3 separate regions of the Mus musculus genome follow, and all the other regions are linked to region 2. A link is a contact called in public Hi-C data. All regions are on one chromosome and are shown on one strand. The core of a region is the stretch at or near the end of the contact, and the rest is flanking DNA. Distances in the headings are between cores, read along the strand shown.

Evidence for each region. A called contact is a pair of places that touch in the nucleus more often than the background predicts.
Region 1: a Hi-C map of uterus shows a contact between it and region 2, with 2.9 times the contacts expected there. The contact joins two enhancer-like sites. A contact is called at or near these places in 6 of 484 Hi-C or Micro-C datasets (LSK cells, cardiomyocytes, cochlea and 3 more).
Region 3: a Hi-C map of uterus shows a contact between it and region 2, with 3 times the contacts expected there. The contact joins two enhancer-like sites. A contact is called at or near these places in 7 of 484 Hi-C or Micro-C datasets (adipose-derived mesenchymal stem cells, embryonic stem cells, liver and 2 more).

Annotation. Positions count from the first base shown.
Region 1 is chr7:134,567,477-134,572,273 of GRCm38.p6, forward strand. No RefSeq gene overlaps it. Among named protein-coding and RNA genes, the nearest start is that of Dock1, 100 kb to the right of the region's middle. Within about 2 kb of position 3,020, at least 6 of the 459 cell types and tissues checked have an H3K27ac peak or open chromatin away from gene starts, as enhancers often do. A contact at or near this core is called in uterus, where this site is marked.
Region 2 is chr7:134,403,913-134,408,450 of GRCm38.p6, forward strand. It overlaps a transcript of D7Ertd443e not described here. Among named protein-coding and RNA genes, the nearest start is that of Gm35970, 4.3 kb to the right of the region's middle. Within about 2 kb of position 1,664, at least 9 of the 459 cell types and tissues checked have an H3K27ac peak or open chromatin away from gene starts, as enhancers often do. A contact at or near this core is called in uterus, where this site is marked.
Region 3 is chr7:134,548,120-134,552,934 of GRCm38.p6, forward strand. No RefSeq gene overlaps it. Among named protein-coding and RNA genes, the nearest start is that of Dock1, 120 kb to the right of the region's middle. Within about 2 kb of position 2,507, at least 59 of the 459 cell types and tissues checked have an H3K27ac peak or open chromatin away from gene starts, as enhancers often do. A contact at or near this core is called in uterus, where this site is marked.

The DNA of each region.
Region 1 (4,797 bases), core at 1,770-4,269, 160 kb after region 2:
GAGCATGGCAGCAGAGCAGAAGATCAGCTGGCTCCGTTGTACCTACAGTTAGATAGGAAGTATTCCTAGGCTACAGAGCTTCCAGCAAGGCTCTGCCTCCCAAAGGTTTCACAATACTCCCACAGTTTGTTGCCAGCAGGGGACCAAGTTTTCAACCATATCAGCCTACAAGGCACATTTCACATTCAAGCCATAATGGGATCCCACCTTATGAAGTCAGTATTCCAACCAAGCAAAGCAGCATGGGAAAGGGCTCATTGCAGAGTCTCTTAGACAGCAGGCAGTCCCTACATGGGCATTGCACTGAGAGTGAACTGCAATGTACACTATTGTACAACCTTGATGTCGCTCGGTGAGACTGGAAGGTAACAGTCATTTTAAAATTACATTCATGTTATCAAACTCATGTCCTCTTTCCTCTGAGACCCCAAAATAAAGAGAGATAAAGATGAGCCATCGTATGCGCCCCTTATTTTTTTCTTTTCCAAACTTTCTGTCGTGGCTATTGTACTATTGCTATGAAGAGATACCATTGACAGAAGCAGCTGTTATAAAAGGAATTATTTAACTGGAGGCTTTCTTACAGTTTCAGAGGATTAGTCCACTATCATCATAGTAGGAAGCAGATAGGCGTGGTACCAGAGCAGTAGCTGAGAGCTTTATATCCTGATATGTAGGCAGCAGGCAAAGAGAGAGACACTAGACCTGGTGTGAGGTTTTGAAACCTTAAATGCACCCCCAAGGGACACACTTCCTCCAGCTAGGCCACACCTTCTAGTCCTTCTCAAACAGTTCCACCAACTGAACACCAAATTGTTCAAATCTATGAGCCTATGGGGGCCATTCGCACTCCCCTCCAACTCAGTGATCTCAATCTAAATTAACAGACTTCTAAACATGTTTTTGACAAATATCTTGTGGGTTTCCAGTCAGAGAATTCCTATTTTCACCAATCTTACTTGCTCAAAATGATCCAAAGTACTTCCTGTGGTCCAGGGAACCAAGCTTGTGACTATCAATTTTAAGATGTCAACGATCAAGGCTTATATGAGTCATCAATTCAAAGTCTGAGATCCTACATGTCACATGTACTGTAGTGTCGCATAAAATGTACCGGCACTTTGTATATTGGGTGGGGGTGGTAGTTACATAGACCTACACAGATACATACACCACAGACAAGCTCTGGACATCATGCCAATGTCAGCACCCTGTAGTGACATTGTACTAAAGTTAGATGAGGTGTTACCCTTGGGGTGTGTGAGTGAATAGTATATGGGACTTATTAATACAGGTTTTATAATTAATGATGAACGTGAATTTTACCAAAATAAAAAACTGAGATAATAACATACCAACAAGTTTGCCCAAAATTGACTGCTTATAGATATAATAATTATACTTTGAGATGATAACATTATTAAGAGCAAGCTATGAACACAAATTAGAATGGTTTATATTACATTTTACATTAAAGTTCAGCACTTTCTCCAGCATCCTCTATATTTGGGTTTTAGTATTTTTTGCATTTTAATCTTGAAGTGAAGATGAGCCTCATAGTAGATGGTAGGCCCTGGTTTAATTAGCTGCATTTCTTTTTTCTTACCGGCGATGGGAAAAGAGTTATGAACAAACTATCTAGGCTTTCCTGAACCCTCTTTAACTTTACTTGAATCTTAGCCATAACAACTGACAGTGTGTAGCTCAGGCTCACATCCCTAAGGTGACCCTACCTCCCTTACTTCGCCTGTCTGAGCAGATCACTAAGGCTGAATCTACTACTTGCTCTGAAGCATACCTGAGAGAGCACCCTACTTAGATGACTGGCAGTTGGCCTAACAGCTTCAGGTAGGATTGCTCTTAGCTCCCTTCTGGAAATTTAGTGTGAATCTAGGACTTCAGCCAAACAACAGCTCAAACAATGTGCTCTGCAGAAGAACACTTTAACGTTGGCTGCTAGGGTGACCATTTGTGCTTTAAACACTGGGATCTGAGCCAGCCCACGTCACAAAGGGAAAGAAGCATGCATAAGGCCCTAGAAGTAACAGCCAATGTGAAGAAGGAACTATAAATGAAAGGAATTATTCTGAGTGCAGTGTTGATGGTTCAGAGTTTGAGAGCGCTTGCTGCACAAGCATGAGGACCTGAGTTCAAATCCCAGCTCCCATATAACAAGCTCAGTATGGTCTGTGCACAGCTATAATCTTAACTCTGGGAGCAGAGACAAGGGTGTTGTTAGAACTTGCTGGATTTTGGCCTAACAAATAAAACAAAACAAAACAAAACAGAAAACTATGAGCTCCAGTTTCAGGGAGAGACCCTGCCTCAAAAGAATATGTTCACAATTATATACACGTAGATCCACACTTAGCGCACACACACACACACGTACACACACACACACATAATGGTTTTTTTAAAGAATATAAAAGTAAAGAAATCATTATCACTCTCAGACATTAAGATTGAGGGCATGCTGTTACTGAAGCACAGGGTGGCATATCCTTCCTAATGAAGGGATGGCCAAGAAGAAACATGTTATGTTAGATAGCCATTTTTATTACTCATGACAGCCATGTTCTGTAGGAACACTGAACCTGTTTTTATTACTCACGATAACCACTGAACACTGACTCTAGACTAAATCACTGTCCCGGAGGGAAATAGAAAGTCGGGTTCCTGCAAGCTCAAGGTCATAGCATTTCAACTGAGCAGCACATGAGCTTGCTTTCTGTGGTTATTTAAAGACACCTTGCCTGATACTTGCTTTCACTTGTTAACACGCGGCTTAGTCGGCAGCAGTGCAAGTCAGGCAGAGTGGGGTTCCTGCATGCCTTCAATGATCCATTTTCATCAACTGATCAGCACATAAGCTTGCCTTACATGTGTTTCTGCTCAAAGACTTCTTAGTGCATTTTTCATTTGTAATGTGAAACACGGCCAACAGTAACAAGCCAGGCCAGATCAGAGCTTTGTCTCATCAACATGGTTTCTCTGGTGAAGCAGTTCATAGTTTTCTTCTGGGTCATTCTGAACAGCAAAACTACTAACTAGGAAAAAAAATCTTCAAAAGATAAGGCACAAATTAAGCTGCATGAAGGGCCCTCATTCACAACAGGAAAGATGAGCACCAGCTGTCAGCTTTGGCTGGATCCAAGCACAATGGCTGACCTCACTGAGAAACATCTCCGCAGATGACAAGGTTAGCTCAGAAGTGTTGATGTGGGCTTATAAACAGATCTTAGAGAGAAGGTGAGTCTATATACACTGAACTTATGGAAAGAAGTTTTTACTATTGCTTCAGAAGGTTAGAAAGTAAGACATCTGGAGCCTCTGGATAATGAGCATCCCACAGGATCTGGACTGGGAACACAGCTCAGTGAGTAGAGAGCTTGCTGGGGATACTCAAAGCTTTGGCTCAATATCAAGTTCTCCTCCCCCTAAATTTCTAATCTGAAGGTCCAAACACTAAACAACAGTCATGGCCCCACCAAAGACTTATCTGCAATGTTCCGGACACTGTTGTTTGTATTGAAGGTGAAAAACAGCAGTATTTTGTTGTAGAAAATTTTAATCCCAATCCAGGGTTTCTACCCCACCTTTGGCCATTTAGTTCCCAGGTAAAAGACACTCACGACCTTAAACCTTAATCAGCACTAGAGCTGGGCAGACGTCTATCCTCTATGCTATTAAAATCTATTTCATATCAACAATCCTGAGTTATTTTTTGCTATGTTTCATCCGGGCTTCTCTTAACTCTAGTTGGCCAGCCCTCAGGGTTGTTTTCTTGACTCCTAACTCATGGTGACTTCCTCTTCCTCTTCACCTTCTTCTCCCCCCTCATGGTTTCCCTCTGGCTCCCAAGCAAGTCAGTGGCCACGTGTCCACCTGACCAGATCATCCTGCTCTCTGCTGCTGCATGCAGAGAAAGAAGGGGAAATTGCTCTTGGTGATTCCTTTCAAATTAATATGATGTGCTTTAATATCCCTTATGACAACATTAGGAACCACACATAAAATACATATGCTGTGTACTGCAATCCCATAGCTGTCTGGAATAAAAGATCCTAAGTAATTATTTGACTTGTGCCCTAAACTAGTCACATTCCCAAGGAACACTCTTGGTGTATCTAAAAAGCACACTAGATTCTTAGACTTGCCCTTTCTCAGGAGAGGACCAGGTGAGCCTGCCAGTTGGAGGAGAACAACTGAGATTATCTGTTGTCAAAGATAAAGTGGAGGCTTTGAGACGAAAAGTGGATTGTGGGAATTATGTATATGTTGCCACAGGCTGGACAGCCTTCCTTCCACTCAGCGTGAAATACCCTCTGATGTCATCAGTGCTGAAGATAAATACTCAATAATTTTTAATGAAGCATGTCAACACTTGTGTCAGCCATCTTGATAGGAAATGATTGTTCTCCCTTTGGCTAGTGCAAGGTGTTACAGAAATTTTCCATGGGTAAAAAGATTCCAAGATAGAAAAATGTATTTGAATAGAAGGGAGAACAAAGGCATCTTTGGCATTTCATATCACACACTGTTACTAACTTTGGGGACACTGGTACCTTCTTTCTTAGCAAAGTATCAAAGACCAGTGACAAATATTGGGGTGGTAAACCTTCCCCCAGATACTGAGGCCAAACTTGCCCCATTTGCTTCAGCCAAATATTACAGCCTGCTGCAGGAAGCGGCAGATATGAGAACCAAGCTTTTCTGCTAAACCAGACACTATGCGGATTTTTCAGACTGGCTCAGCAATGCTGGTCTTCTCGCTACCTTCTCTTGGAAAATGGA
Region 2 (4,538 bases), core at 414-2,913:
GGGGGAAACCGAAATGAATTTTCCACTTTACCTCATTGGCAAATGATTTTTCACTGTGCTGAATGTTCAAAGTGCAGTGACAAATAGCAAATGATAAGCTGCCACCACGCGGAGCACATGGCTGGAGAGGCACAGATGGGAGGCCCTCCTCTGCAGCAAACCTTGCTCTCTGATCCCACCTGACTCCCAGTGGCCATCAACGCCCCTGGAGGGCACAGATCCCTAGCCAAGGGGACCTAATTCAATATTATCACTAGAAAACATAGTTTTGCATTGAGTAGGAAGCCCTTCTGGACTGAGGGAGGGACCAAAGTCACCTCCCAGTTAGGTCAGTAGTAAATATTGCCTCAAAAGGTCAGAGAATAAACACCACTGGCATTATGGGTCTTATTCTCTGTAGCAAGGATTCAACTTTCCCATAGTGGCAAGACAAGACAATATGTAAATAGGTGGGTGTGGCTTATGAGTACTATGTAAATAGGCAGGCTTGATAGGTGAAGTATGTATGAAATGGCTTTAGGGCAGTTTGCAAATTGTGACTATAACTGGTGGGTGCTATGCAAGTAGGTGGGTGGTATGCAAATAAGTGGGTGTGGCTCATCAGCAACATATAAATACTTGGGGTGGATATGAATCTGGGAGACACATAACTGAGTGGCCCATGGCTAAATTCTTCTCAAATTTTTGTTGTTGTTGTTGTTGTTTTGTTTTGAGACTGGGTTTCTCTGTATAGCCCTGGCTGTCCTGGAACTCACTTTGTAGACCAGGCTGACCTCGAACTCAGAAATCTGCCTGCCTCTGCCTCCCAGGTGCTGGGATTAAAGGCGTGCGCCAATACTGCCCAGCGATTCTTCTCAATTTTATTACTCTACATGAGATGTAAACCTGACATAATTTTCATATGCCATATAAGATTTGGTTTCTCTTTCTTCTCCAAAACATTTAAATATAAAGAAGAGGTCTCACATACCACGAAAGTTTGGGTTCCTAGAACCATATATAAGGTTCTCAGACATTCCCTCAAGCCACCTGGGATAAACAGAAATACCACAGGAAATACCAGACAAAAGCAACATGCAATCCCACTTCCTGTCATGGACTTTTACCCTGGCCTTGGGCAAAGATGTGTTCCCTGTGGACTAGAAATCACTTCTCAGCCTTTCCAATAAAGTCAAGAGCAAAGTGAAAAAAAGAAGAAGAGGAAGAAGAAGGAGGAGGAGGGGGAGGGGGAGGGGGGAGAGGGGGAGAGGGAGAGGGAGAGGGAGAGGGAAAGAGATGATAATAGAAGGAGGAGGGGGGAGGAGGAGGGGGAGGAGGAGGGGGAGGAGGAGGAGGGGGAGGAGGGGGAGGAGGAGGAGGGGGGAGGGGGAGGGGGGAGGGGGAGGACCATCTACATGTGCACTGTAATATACCAGAACAGCTGGAAAAATAATCTGGAGATGGTTTTGGAGAACAAACCTGTGAAAGATGTACTAGGACTGTTCCAGCTCCCAGATGAGGGCCCTCACCTTCTAATTAATCTTAATGGCAGTGTTGCCTGTCTCTGCTTGTAGTGTCATGATGAAAATTCACCTCACGTTTCATTGGGGCCTGCACAAGGCTCACATACCTTAGGACACGGTAACTCCATGGTGATGAAATTGCCTCCCGGCGAGCTGGCCAGGGGTTCTGCAGCTTAGAGGCTGGTGTGGGAGTGAAATTGCACTCAATTACATTTTATCACTGCTGTACAAGTTTCGGGCGAATTCATTAAAATTCACTCCCAGAATCGGACTGTGCAACTGTGGAATCTTGGTAGCCTGGATGATGATGAGGAAGGGAGTTTTTGCTGTCTGTACCAGGGGGGTCGGGCAAGGTATGTCAGCAGCCCAGTGAGGCTTACATATGACCAAGGATGTCACTTCTTGGAAGCACAGCTGCTGTTTAAAAAGGGGGTTCTCAGAGAAACAGCACTCATGGGTCCTTACAGAGCCAAAGGCAGGAAGGGAGGCCAGGGGAGCTGAGCAGGAGGCGCAGATGTGTGGGTGCTGAAGCCAGGCAGCTCTGCCCTCCTCCCCACAACCCCAGGTGGCCTGCTAAGCACCCATCAACACTTGCCTGCCGATAGAACTGCTCCGGGCAGAGAGCAGAGGTGCAAATTAGAAAGTTGAGGAAGAACTCCCATTACTGGGAGCTAAACTGGGGAGGTGATAGCTATAACCAGTAAGTTCTACTGATCAACAAACAGGAAGTGCTATGGCCTGACACAGCCTCTACTCTAAAGCCTCATGCCGTGCAGCTGAAGAGCTGGCCAGGCCACCCTTTAGGAGAGGTGCTGACTACTTCTGTCTCCTCTGCCCCAGCAGGCCAGGCTGCCCAGAGGAAGCTATAGGCTCAGCAGCTGCTGTTGAGCATTGGTCCATGGGGTTTTGTTGGCACAATCTAGAAGAACCCTGATGAGATAGCCAAACATCCCTCTTCTCTGTTCCAGCTCACACCAGCATCTGGCAGCTTCCTAGATCCACTGGGATTTGTCTGGCCAGCCCCATCCTCACTGGTAGCCAGCACAGGAGTAAAGTCTACAAGCTGGACCCCTGCCCAAGGGTCAGCATCCCACACATAACTAATACCATGTATGTCTTAGTTAGGGTTTCCTTTGCTGTGAAGAGACACCATGACCAAGGCAACTCTTATAAAAAACATTTCATTGGGGCTGGCTTACAGGTTCAGAAGTTCAGTCCATTATCATCAAGGCAGGAAGCAAGGCAGCATCCAGGCAGACGTGGAGCTAGAGGAACTGAGAGTTCTACATCTTCACCCAAAAGAAGCTAGGAGAAGACTGTCTTTGAGGTAGCTAGGAGGAGGGTCTCAAAGCCCACCTCCACAGAGACACAATTCCTCCAACAAGGCCAAACCTTCTAATAGTGCCGATCTCTGGGCCAAGCATACTCCTCCATGAAGACTCCAGGGTCTGTGAGGAATGGGGCCCCCTAGCTATCAAGGCAATGAGAAAAAGCTGCTGTGTGCATAAGGCCTGGGATAGGACAGACTCAGATACACCGGAGGGAAGTGTTCTACTTCTGCTCAGGGCTACTGTGCTCAGCAGAGATCGCCTTGCCTTCAACGGCTCAAAGCCATGTGTAAAAAGCATTCACTGTCCTTTTCCTTGGGACAGAACCTTTGGATTTCGGAAGCTACAGTCAGTTTCCATGGATGTTGTCTACAGTGTTAGGATACCTGTTGGCATTCCTTCTAGGCTCTGCCCAACAATTACCTGGCAATAGCCAGGTAAGCCTGGCTTGCTATAAAAGGGACTGTTTGGGCCCTTCTCACTCTCTCTGTTCTCTCTCTTTCTTCCTCTCTCTCTTCCTCTCTCTCTCTCTCTCTCTTCCTCTCTTCCCCCCTTTTCTCTCTCTCCCCCTCTCTCTTTCTCTTCCTCCCCCTCTCTCTCTCTCTCTCTCTCTCTCTCTCTCAGACTTTCTGACCCCTTAGCTCTCTGTAACCCCTTTCTCTCTCCCTGCCTTTCCCTTCCCTTCTTTCTCTCTATGTGTTTCTGGCCCCTCCCCCCTCTCTCCTTCTCTGTCTCCTCTCTTTCTGTCTCTACTCTTTTCTCAACTCCCCTTCCCGTGCCCTCAAATAAACTTTATTCTATACTATACCGGTAGTATTGTTGGTACCTCAGGGAGAAGGGATACCTCAATGTGGGTCCGCTGAGGCACTCCTCCCACCTCACCATACCAGGCTCTATAAAACACATCCTTCTCAAACAAAACAAAACCAAACCATATTCTTCTCTTTATAACACACATCAATACTGCTATGGCAACCACTGGGTGCCCATAGCCTACTGGGGTGGGGGACACCACACAGTGAAGCCTGCAGAGTCCAGAAGCCCAGCTTTCAGGAGCACCCCTCTTGTTGTGATTGACTGATGCCCATCAGTCCTCTTGTCACTGCAAGGCTATATTTACTCTGTCTACAGGAGCTGAGATGCCTAGGCATTAGCGGGACCACTCTACCAGACCCTTTTGTAGTGGTACCCTATGGCCAGCTCACACAGCCTTTAAAAACAAGTATATATAGCTTCCCACCTCTGAGTTCAAGGGCATTGAGTTGGTATCTGGACTCTGGCCACAGTGGAGAGTTTGTGACATAGGAAACATCAACACTACAAGCCATTGCCAGGCTGCTTGCTGCAAAGGCACAGTGAGTGACACGGGACCTGGCTCTGTGAGGGGAGTCCTGCTGTGGCTTTACTAGGTCTCACCTGCGAATATAAATAGCCATGTATGAGGCCAGATGTACATTGTAGTAGAAAAAGTCTGACCACCTGAAACTGTATTTCTAGCGGTAAGAGGTATTGGGGCTCAGGACACACCCCATCAAAAGACAGCTGTAGGGGATCAGAATATACCACCCCAAAATAGACCAGAGTAAACCCCAAACTAGTTATTCAGAGAAAGCACAAGCTCAGGCATGGCTCTGAAAAACTGGTGTCTGTCTTTCCTTCTTTCTTTTCTTTCTTTCTTTTTTTTTTTTTTTTTTTGTAAAAAAATTTT
Region 3 (4,815 bases), core at 1,257-3,756, 150 kb after region 2:
ACCACAGTTCTTCTGTGTTGTTGGGCTTCTGATTGTCATGGTCCAAAGTCCAGGCTTCCCTGCATACCCTCAGGGATTACAGTGACCTCTGCCCTTCTCTGAGGGGGTACTGTGCAGTGAGCAGTGCCCTAGCAAGGTGGCTAGTTCAGAGATGAGACAAAACCCACCTTGAGTCTTTGCTGTTGGGAAGCCTGGACATCCTGTTGTCACTGAAAATTCCCCTAGGTGAGTCTGAGGAACAATACAGACATGAATATGGCTGTGTTTTTAAGGTACTGGGGGTCTCAGTCGAACTCTCACCAAGAAAATATTGTCCACCGTGATGTGAAGAAGAGATCCCCAACTTGGTCACTGGCAACAGAGGTTTTGGTGAAAGTGAAAAACAAAAACCTTTCTATGGATTCCAATAGATTCATTTAAAGTAGAAAGATTATGAAAGGAAGCATAAAAATAAGAAATGCAAACTTATCAGCAAGGATATCTAAACCAGACATCTGCAGCACAGGAGATCAGAGCAAATGAGGTTGATGGTGCTACAAATTCCCTCCTGACACATAAGAACTCCAGTAGAAGCTTTACAAATGATCTGGGCATGGTGGAGCCGGTCTGAATCCAGAGCTCAGGGGACCAAGTCTGGAGAATCATGACTTTGAGGCCAGTGTGGGCTATATAGCATGATAATATATATATATGAAATCTGAGATTATAATTCAGTTAGTAGAATATTGACTTAGGATGAACAACTCTGTGCGCCATCTCCAGTGTCACATAGACAGGCGAGTAGACCAGGTGTCCCAGCCCTCCAGACGTAAAAGCAGGAAAATTGGAAGTTCAAGATCATTCTTGCCTACAAAGTGAGTTTGAGGCCACCCTGTGATACATTGAACACTGTCAGGAGGAGGAGGAGGAGGAGGAGGAGGAGAAATAGAAGTAGTAGTAGTAGTTGTTGCTGTTGTTTTAGCTGTTCCATAAACCTTAAAAACAGATTCCAAACCTGTGAGTACCAGACCTAAAAACCTCTTCAGAAGATTGTGGCTTATCCTGCAAGGCCAGTACCAAACACATGCAGGGCTGTTAGGTGCTGGGCACTTCCAGACCAACCACTGACATGACCATTTGGCAAGTGATCTTTGTTTTCATCATTGCCAAGACAGTTCTGCAGTCTGACGGAGTCCAACTATTTTTCCAGGGAACTGTGCAAAAGTAGCCTGTGTTCTAGACAGGCTGAGAAGCTGAGAGAATGTGGTACGCTGAGTTCATAAAGCTTTCAGATGTCCTGTACCCCATGAGGCAGCTCACATCTGGGACACATCTGTACTCATTTCTTAAGCAGAGTCAAAGACCATTCCCCAGTGGTTAGTGCAGCTAGAGCCTTCCCAGGAGCTCAAGAAAGGGAGAGGGGAAACTAGGTTCTTGGCACCATATCAAACTCTCCATGATGTCTTTTATACACTTTGACAAGCCTTCTGGACAATTAACAATGACATCACCTGGCCACTTTTAATCCACAAGCTTGGGGCATGGAGTGTGTGTGTGTGTGTGTGTGTGTGTGTGTGTGTGTGTGTGTGTGTGCACACGCGCGTGCAGAAATATGTCCTGCACATGTGGTAGGTGATGAAGCCAGTGTGGAATGTTTCTCCCTGACAGTGCTCGAGTAGAAATTCAGGATGCCTTCAGTGCTGTCTGGGGTCCTGCTTCGAGTGATTTCATCTGTTTCTTAAAATGCTCTGGAGATGCCCAAACCCAGGTATGGACTTCATTCAAGGTCACTTTTATAACATAAAGGGGAAAGCGGAGAAAACACAGCTGCTCTGAGCCTTTTGTATCTGATGCTGCAGCTTTCAATCCAGCCAAGAAACAAGAATGCTCACCATACAGCTATGCTAACCAATAAACTCATTTCTCTTCCAAGAAGCTGTTGCCACTCTATCTTCTTGCTGAGCTGCTGACCAGAACCTATCTTTGCACATAGAAATATGTGTTTGTGTGTTATTACATAAATACTATAAATACTGTATCTATTAGGTTGTAGCTTGACATGTTTGCCTTCCTTGTACTTCCTGGAAGAACTCCCCATACCAGTGTATATGAAGCAGATACTAAGAACTACAATTGAGTAGTCAAAGTCACACATATTTTACTCTTAAAAGGCCATGTCAAGTTGATCTCCTGAAATCCACAGGGGCTGACAGGACAGGCTGAAAAATTAGCTCAGAAGCATGGGTAAGCTGATTAACCTTTGTATGCCTCAGTTTCCTGACTTGTAATTGGACAACTGGTCAACCAACCCCTGCCTATGTCCCAGCAGCTGGGATGAGAACAAGATCAGACCTAGTGCGTGGCCACACTGGCGAAGCACAGAACCGAGTGCCAGTGTTAAGGATTAGTCACCATAGGGGGGTTTGGAAAAGGCAGCTGGTTCCAGCGCAGCTGCACTGGGCAGACCCAGGCTGTGGCCCGCCTGCTCCTGTTGCTGTTTAGAAGCCACACTGCTGCTTCCTCTTCGGCATTGTTTAACAGCTCCAGCCCTCCTCGGCTGCAGAATGAGCTGGCCCAGGCTTAGCCAGGCATACAAATGACTGTGTTTCCTTAATGGATTCTGAGCATGTGCACTGGCATTAATTTAAAGCCATTCATTGCACTTCTTATCAGGGTAAAGGACATTGGTGCATTTTACTGTTATCTTGAAGTTAATTTGAGGCTTTAAATATTTAAGTGTTTGATAACTTGTCGTCTGGGAGGGTGAAATACCATGAGAGGCTCAGACTGTATGTATTTATCTCTGGGTTAGATACGAGATTCCTCCCACTTCTCCCAAATAACACTGACTTGCAAAGAAGTCCTTTTAAAATTCATTTTCAGGCTATTGATTCTTTCAGAATGAAGATGCTCTATCAAGAGGCAAAGAAATTACTTCTGAATAGCTTCCTGTTCTATGGACTGTGTGGGTTGGAGCAGTGATGTATGCAAGTGTGCAAAGATACAGGTGGCGAGATGAGCTACGAGCATTCTAGAAGCAGCTCTCTAGTGGCCGTGTCCCATCCTTTTTGAGAGCCTTCATCCGGACTCAGTCTGCCATGCCAGATAAGCATGGCAGGGAGTTGGCCCTCCTGTTAGAAGACACATGCTTTGTGGTGTTTTGAAAGCGAGTTACAGCTTTCATGAAGCACCTCTTTTTCCCTAGTCAAATGTCCTTAGTACAACTCAACTTTCCTTCCTTCCTGAATGAATGAATGAGTGAATGAATAAATGAATGACTCAGAAGAGTTGTCAGTGACAGCTGCATTGTTTGGAACAGGATACATGTTCAGATGGATGCAGATTGATGGACTAAGTTTCAAGGTGAACTGTGTGCAAAGGAGAGTGTGCATAGCCCAAGCCAAGCAGAGTCACCAGTTGCTAAGGAATCCCTATGCATGCCAGCCTCAGGAGAGGAACTGTCCACCCATGCTTCATGCCAGCTCTCCCCCTCTCACCCAGTACTTGACCTGGGGCCGGCATCTCCTTCACTTAAAACAACATAGGAATTTTTGAAAGCATCTCCTTCAGACCTCAGTTTATAGTTAATTACAGAATACATGAGAGCATTAAACCCAGTTCCAGGCGGAGAGGTGAAAGCTGCACTATTGAAAAGAATCCATGATGTCCGTCTTGTGTAGAAGACCTCATGGGGACTAAAATAAAGAATAAAGCCAAACCTACAGCTTGGGCCCAAGGATGTTCAGAATGGGACTAGAGCCATGGAGTGCTCAAAGAAGTTCCAAACTATACAAAGAGGATGTGGCATTAGAAGACCTTGCACCTACGCATGTGCAGTAGAGAAATAAGGATGGAGACCAGAGAACACACAGCTGAGGGGCTACTTCAGAACTGAAATAACCCCAGGCAAAGGACCGTGGGGTGTGGGCTGGGGTCTGTGGTAGGGAATCCATGATTCTAAAACATGACTGGACCGGGTCGAAAACACGTCCCATGCACAACCCACAGAATGACAGATGGTGACTCTGTGAATGACAGCTAAGACATTCGACATTGTGTAGCTGAAAGTGAGCCAGCTGGATGCCTTTAAAGTGAAGCAGGGCAATGATGTAATCCCAGCTGTGCGCCAGGAAGAATAACATGGTGACAGCATGGAGCATGGCTGAGAAGAGTCTAGAAATGTAAGACCAGGTAGACTCTCATGAGCTGAGTCAATGATGGCGGGAAGTTTCTGTCTCTAGCAGCCTTTAAATGTGCTGTGTTTTCCACTCTGGAAGGAGGAGAGATGGAATGGAGCCAGGAGAGAGCAAGGTCCATTGGGCTCAAAGGAAATTAACTGAAAGAGGAACTCAGAAAAAAAAGCCCATGAAAAATGTGAAAATACGCCTTTCTCCTGGGAAACCTAACATCAGGGTCTGGTTTCTGCAAAACACCATCATCTGTCACAATACCGTTGTGATTCGAACTTTATTGCTATTGTAATTCTGTTTATATTTAGTTAATCACTCAATTTGGCTTCAGAGTTCTGTGGAGTGCTAGCAGAATAAGAATCTGCACCTTGTCTGTACATATATGTAATGTGCAGCACAGCCTAATGACACCCACCTCTAAAGCTCTGATGGAGGCATCTGCCAAGAATTCTTATTCTCCTGCTCCACCCACCTGTCTGATGGACACCTAGGACAAGGCACTCCCAAACCTGAATGGGTGTCCTCCCTTGAATCTGTTCCTCCTGTATAGTCCTGCGGCACCATCATTTCTGTTGCTGAGCCAAAAACTATGAAATCACCTATCTCTCCTCTTTCTTTCTCACCCTACGTCCCGTCAGTCAGATGA